Linked DNA regions of Macaca mulatta: region 1 is linked to region 2. Evidence: chromatin contacts called from public Hi-C data. All regions are on one chromosome and are shown on one strand. The core of a region is the stretch at or near the end of the contact, and the rest is flanking DNA. Distances in the headings are between cores, read along the strand shown.

The links. Hi-C and Micro-C count contacts between places; a contact is called where the count stands out from the background.
Region 1: a Hi-C map of fetal cortex germinal zone shows a contact between it and region 2, with 5 times the contacts expected there. The contact joins the promoter of ZNF846 here to the promoter of ZNF317 in region 2. A contact is called at or near these places in 4 of 14 Hi-C or Micro-C datasets (blood, fetal cortex germinal zone, fetal cortical plate and 1 more).

The regions. Positions count from the first base shown.
Region 1 is chr19:10,498,982-10,502,497 of T2T-MMU8v2.0, reverse strand. It overlaps ZNF846 (zinc finger protein 846), which reads left to right and starts at 2,208. Exons shown (of 7, transcript XM_015122808.3): 1 at 2,208-2,404; 2 at 2,717-3,140.
Region 2 is chr19:9,897,276-9,901,153 of T2T-MMU8v2.0, reverse strand. ZNF317 (zinc finger protein 317) reads right to left here and starts at 2,214. Exons shown (of 8, transcript XR_013408828.1): 1 at 2,016-2,214.

The DNA of each region.
Region 1 (3,516 bases), core at 959-3,458, 600 kb before region 2:
AGGCGGAGCTTGCAGTGAGCTGAGATCGCGCCACTTGCACTTCAGCCTGGGCAGAGCGAGATTCTGTCTCAAAAAAAAAAAAAAAAAAAAAAAAAAAAGAATAGACGCGGTGGCTGGTGCATGTAGTCCCAACTACTTGGGAGGCTGATGCAGGAGAATCACTTGAACCTGGGAGGCCGGGGTTGCAGTGAGCGGATATCGCACCACCACACTCCAGCCTGGGTGATAGAGCCAGACTCTGTCTCAAAAAAAAAAAAAAAAAAAGGCATTCAGGCCGTGCCTGGTGGCTCATGCCTGTAATCCCAGCACTTTGGGAGGCCGAGGTGGGCAGATCACATGAGGTCAGGAGTTTGAGACCAGCCTGGCCAACATGGTGAAACTCCATCTCTATTAAAAATAAAAAATTAGCCAGGTGTGGTGGCACGCTTCTGTAATCCCAGCTACTTGGGAGGCTGAAGCAGGAGAATCACTTGAACCCAGAGGTGGAGGTTGCAGTGAGCCGAGATCGCGCCACCGCACTCCAGCCTGGGCAACAGAGCCAGATTCCGTCTCAAAAAAAAAAAAAAAAAGAAAAAGAAAGAAAAGAAAAGAAAAAAGAAAGACATTCAATTAAGCTTCTTCCTTTTCCCACAGACTCTAGACTTTAACGTCTTCAGTTGGAATCAACGTGGACATTAGGAACAGTCCCTCCTTAAACACAAAGACATTTCCTACCTCATACCTCATAATCCCCAGGTGATAGGTTGAGAATGTCTCCACAGCCAATCCCATACAGGGGTGTTCAAGAATACAGTTATGGGTTATTAGTTTTTGTTTCTGGTTGGGCCAGTAAAGCCCCTTCCTCATCCCTCTTTTCCACTTATCACTAGAGACAGAAACTAAAAACCATGGCTTCGGCTGCTACAAGACTAAAACAAAACAAAACAAGACAACAATAACAAGGCGACTTGGACAAGCTGGCTAGTAAATCCATTAACGAAGGTCCCGCCCTCATGATCTAATCACCTCCCTAAGGCCTCACATCCTAATATCATCACCTCCAGGGTTAAGATTTACGCATTTGGCTTTGCGGGGTGGTGGCCTGCGGGGAGGACACACACAACATACAACATTCTGACCACAGTGAGGTAGGAGACTGGGCAGGACTTGCTTCATTTCCTGGTCCCTACAGGATAAAGTGAAGAAACCACCTGGAACCAGCAGATGGCACCAAAAGCCATCTCTAGTTGCTCTCCTTACTCATTAGGGTAAGACACTCCTACCAGAGCCATGACAGTTTATAAGTACCATGGCAACAACATGAAAGTTACCATTCACTTCCATAACAACGACCTGGAAGTTACAGCCTCCTTTCTAGAAAGTTCTGCATGGGGGCCGGGCGCGGTGGCTCATGCCTGTAATCCCAGCACTTTGGGAGGCCGAGATGGGCGGATCACGAGGTCAGGAGATCGAGACCATCCTGGCTAACACGGTGAAACCCCGTCTCTACTAAAAAAATACAAAAAACTAGCCGGGCGCGGTGGCGGGCGCCTGTAGTCCCAGCTACTTGGGAGGCTGAGGCAGGAGAATGGCGTGAACCCGGGAGGTGGAGCTTGCAGTGAGCTGAGATCCGGCCACTGCACTCCAGCCTGGGCGACAGAGCGAGACTCCGTCTCAAAAAAAAAAAAAAAAAGAAAGTTCTGCATGGCATACCCCTTAATTTGCATGTAATTAAAAGTGAGTATAAATATAGCTAGCCAACAGTACAAAATGCTGATTCTAGGCACACTGCCTAGGTTTTGGCTGTACTCTGGAAAAAGCAACTCTGAGTCAATGGAAGATCCTTGTGTAACATCACCAGTTGAATTCTTTCCTGGGTGAATCCCCAATCATGGCACTTACCTGCATCAATAGCACACTTCTATCTCCTTAGGCACCTGCTTCTAAGCTAAAACTGTCTGCTTGCCAAAAAGATAGAAGAATTTTTATTTTTCATTTGGATAAAGGCAATTAGCTAACACAAATGGCCACCCCAATTACCAGAAAAACTTAGGGTGAACTTCAGAAATATTGTTAACACAGTCATTGTGTTATGAATTTTTTTTTTTTTTTTTTTTTTGAGACAGAGTCTTGCTGTGTCCCCCAGGCTGGAGTGCAATAGCCCGATTTCGGCCCACTGCAAGCTCCGCCTCCCAGGTTCAGGCCATTCTCCTGCCTCGGCCTCCTGAGTAGCTGGGACTACAGGCTCCCGCTACCACGCCTGGCTAATTTTTTGTATTTTTAGTAGAGACGGGGTTTCACCGTGTCAGCAAGGATGGTCTCGATCTCCTGACCTCGTGATCCGCCCACCTCGGGCTCCCAAAGTGCTGGAATTACAGGCGTGAGTCACCGCGCCCGGCCCTGTCTATTTCTTAATGTCTGTAGGGTAAGTGCCAACAGTTCTTCAGGAGTGTTTTGGGTTTTACTGGCCTTTTGCACTTCCATATACATACATTTTATTATAAATAGATCAGGTTCTTCATCAAAACATGTTATTTTGACAGAAAACTTAACTTTCTATATTAAGTAAGGATAATTCTTTATATTGAAACTTCTAATCCATCAACAAGGAAGATCTATCCATTGATCTAGGTTATCTTTGACCTCTTTCAATAGTATTTTACACATTTCTCCGAAGAGATATTGCATACTTTGTTGTTGTATTTATTTCTAGTTATTTTACTGCTGTTGTCGGCAGGTAACAAGTTATCTACGGCCGTATAACAAACCACCCAGAAACAGCGCATCCTCGTACAAGCCCCATAAATGCAGAGGAAAGCGAGCAGAGGCATTTCGAGGTCCCGCCCAATCGACTCCCTCCATCGTGGTCCCGCCCCCGCCCCCTGCCCGCGCCGGGTTGCGCCCCGCGGTCCCCAGTGAAGCCAGAAGGACGGGGTCCAATCGCTGTCGGCTGTGCGGAAACTGGGACCTCTCCCCAGGATCGTGGAGGACGCGAACTCCGCCCCTCCCACTGCCTCAGGCCTCGGAGACCCGGTCCAGAGCCCTCAGCCGCTTCCGAGCCCGGAGAGAGGAATCAGAAGTGCGCGTGGGCAGAGCGGCGCCTCCTTCACAGTAACCGTCGCTGACCCGCTGGTTTTCCCTGCACCTTCGTCTGCGACCAGGTGGGGCTTCAGGGGCCCCTTCACCACCTGGAGGGAGGGAGACCGGGGCGGGGACTCGGTGAGGGGAGAGATGGGGGGCGGGGACTCAGTGAGGGGAGAGAAGAGGGCGGGACTCGGTGAGGGGGTGACGAGGACTGGGACTCGATGACGGACAGGGTCTCGGTGAGGGGAAGCGGGGGGTGGGGACTCGGTGATGGGGAGACTGGGACGGCGACTCGGGGAGGGAGAGACGAGGGCAGGGACTCGGTGAGGGGATGTCAGGGGCGGGGTCTCAGGAAGGACAGAGAAGTGGGCGGGGTCTCGGTGAGGGCGAGACAGGGGCGGGGACTCGGTGAGGGAGAGGCGGGGGCGGGTCTCGGTGAGAGAGAGACAGGGA
Region 2 (3,878 bases), core at 965-3,464:
AAAGTATCAATACAGATTTTGTATCAAACAGGTAGAAAATGTATCAATAAACATCAAAAAACAGATACATAATGGCAAAAAAAAAAAAAAAAATGTTAAAAGCCTGCAGCAATTCACAAGAAAAACTCAAGTAGGAAAAGAAGGGAGCTTCCTTTGCCTAATAAAAACTCTTCCAAAGAAAAGCCTTCGCAGACACAAATGACAATTCCCTTTTAGATCAGAAAAAAACCAGGCCTGCCTAGAGTGTGCCATCCAGACTCCAGTCAATGATAATGGAAGTCCCCAGCCAGTTCAGCCAAAAAAAAAAAAACACAAAAAACAAAACAAAACAAACAACAAAAAAAGACAATTTATCTTCTGTATAAGTATTTATATTTTCGTTTTGAATTGTACAGTTTCCTTGTCTACGAAGAACATCCAACAAACTACACAAAAGTTATTTTCTGAGCACCAAAAAACAAAGTTCTTAAGAATAAATAACAAAAACAACCTAAATCCTTTTTGCAGGTACTTATAAAACTTTACTGAGCCGGACGTGGTGGCTCTCTCCTGTAATACAGCACTTTGGGAGGCCGAGGTGGGTGGATCACCTGAGATTAGGAGATCGAGACCATCCTGACCAACAGGTTGAAACCCCATCTCTACTAAAAATACAAAAATTAGCTGGGCGTGGTGGCGGGCGCCTGTAATCCCAGCTACTCGGGAGGCTGAGGCAGGAGAACCGCTTGAACCAGGGAGACAGAGGTTGCAGTGAGCCGAGATTGTCATTGCACTCCAGTCTGGGCTACAAGGGTGAGACTCCGTCTCAAACAGAAAGAAAAAAAAAAAAAACTTTATTGAAAGGCATGTAAATTAATGATGTAAATCAATTAACTGCAGCCCAATGGCATAAAAATGACAATATTATCAAAGTTCAAATATAGATTCACCACAACTTGAAAACAAAGGCCCAGTATATGGGAATTTGGTGAACTGACTAGAATTTAAGCCATGACACTCCTGAGAAAGAATGGCTAGGTGTAAGTACTTCATCCACAAGATATTTAGAAATCTCTAAATTACAAAGGTGTGCTTGCATCAATATGGAAAAACATTGTTTCCAAAAATACTGAAGCGGCTGAGTTCATTCACAAATAATTACCAAAATTAGGAAATATATCTTCTGGAAAAGATGTATAAGCAGTCAAATCCACGGAGAAAGTATTGGTGGGAGAGGAGGATGCAGTTTAGAAGAAGCACACAGCTTTCTGAGATTTAATAATCTCTTTCTTGGCCTGGTTTGTAGATTCGCTTTACTGTTGGCCTTTTAAGTGTGTGTAAGTGTGTGTGTGTGTGATCATACTTTTTTTGCATGTATGTCCTATTTTCTAGTGTTAAAATATTTGCACAGAAAAGGACACACCACAAAATAAGACGGTAAAATTCAATGGAGAAAATTAATAATCACGATAAGTATAACTGGACTAACTCTCAAGTTAATTAACAAAATGTTGAACTGAATAGTAAATCTACGAATAGGCTATTTGCAAGAGAGTCCACTAAAATTAAAAAATAAAAAAGTGCAACCGGAAGGACTTAAAAATACAAAAGGTACTCAAGGTAAGTGCTAAAAAGAACACCTGTGTGCTGACATTCAGGAGATAAAAATCGACTACAGCGCAGAAGGAAGGTGATTTCTCCTCGCGATGTCCAAATCCTGACGCCCCCCAATCTTCTGAACTGCCCCCAAACTCTTGAACTCACTTTAGCCGGGCTTTTCCGCCCCCACCAGAGACTCAGGGCTTTTCAGGATCAGGTGACCAATGCCTGTCTCATCACTAGCCGCAGTGGTCCAATTTCATCTTTCGCGTCCCCAGCGTTTCATATCGCTGATCGCGAGATCTAAACGCACCCCTCGTCTGGCTGCCGAGCTCCTTAGACCCCGACCCTCGTACCCTCTTAGTCCTCACCGCCAGATAGGCCTCCCGTGACCCCAGGAACTGAGGGAGAAAAAGGTTAAGGAAAGCAGGGCTTACACGACTGGGAGTAGGATCGGGGGAGCGGAGGTGACGGAAGCTGCCGCCGATGCGAAGAGAAGTTCATACGGCAGGTCCAGTCTGGCGCGGGGACGCGAGAGGTCCCCAACAGGCCGAAATAATTCGCCGCGGACCCCTCCTTGGCCCATGTGTCTTGGGGAAATCGACTCCACAGAGTAATGGCTTCCGCTTCACTGCCGCCTTCCAACTCTCGCGGGACTTCATTGGCTGCGTCTAATACGGAAGCAGGGGCGGAGAGGATGCTGGGAATTGTAGTTCCGAAGCTTGGATTGGCATGGCGGTCGTACCCGGGTGGAATCTGACGGTCCAGCATATTTCTCCAATTTCTACTCAAGACTCAAATTCTCAGCCACAACCCACAGCATTTTGTAGCCATCATAGTGGTAAAGGTTGAATCAGGCACGAATTGTCATCTACATGACACAACTGGGGGACATTTGCATGATGAGCAGAATATTTGCATTGCCTTAAATGTCTCTCTATAAACTGCTCATATGTTGGAGTGGAGAAAAAGTAATAGAAATTGCACAGCGAAGAAATTGGACAACATCTGGACCAGGTGATCAAATCAATATCACCAGTGAGGGTCAGATGGAGACCACGTGCCTCTGAATGACACCTTGGGAAGGGCGTAAAATCACCATCACCTGTGTGGTGTTCATCCTACGTATCTGCTATTTTGTATTTTTTGCCCCACATCTCCCCATTTCTTCCCCAACTCTCATACCTGTGATAACCATTGTCTCATTCTTTATATCTGTGTATTTGAGCTGTCTCTCTTGATTAAAAAAGGTTCTTCATATAAGCGACATCATGTAATATTTTTTGTGTGTGTCTGGCTTATTTCACTTAGCATAATGTCCTCCAGGTTCACTCATCTTGTGATAAATGTCAGGATCTACTTTTATTTCAAGGCTGAATAATATTCTGTTATATATATGTTTTACATAATGGAATATATATAATATTATATTTATTATATTATAATTATGTATTATGTGTACTGTTAATGCATATTATATAATATATGCTAAAATAATATATGCATGCATGTTATGTATATTATGGAATATATATTGTATATAACACATATTATTTTAGCAGGAGGAGTCTGCATATACAAAGTTCCAGAATCAGGCTGGGTACAGTGGCTCACACCTGTAATCTCAACACTTTAGGAAACCAAGGCTTCCCATGTAACGAGTTGGGGCAGAATTACGTAGGCAGGAGAGACAGATGGTTAGTATTATTCAGGGCAGATATTATAATAGACAGAGAGAAGGAAATTTGATGTTTTGGAAAATATATTATTGAGGGATGGACCATGGCGCACATACATATATGTATGTATAAAGTATGTATGGAATATATGGACATAAAATATTCATATATAATCTATAATCTATATTCCATATTACATAATGTAATATATATTTCATAACATATAATACATACACCATAATATATAGCATACATACATATAATAATATATAATATAATATGTATATCATATATTATGATATATGTGCCACCTGTGGAGACACTTTCGGTTTTACCACTACCTGGGTTACTACTGACATCTAGTGGTTAGAGTATATAATGCCCTACTCCCTCTAACAGGAATATATTATATGATATACATTATATGATATACATTATATGATATACATTATATATTATATGATATACATATATTATATGATATATTACATATTTTACATATAATGGGAATATCTATTCCGTAATAGGTATATATTTATATACAACATATATAAATATAAATATATTAATATTTAATATAATGTAAAATATATAATAGTAATATTATATGATATTAATGTT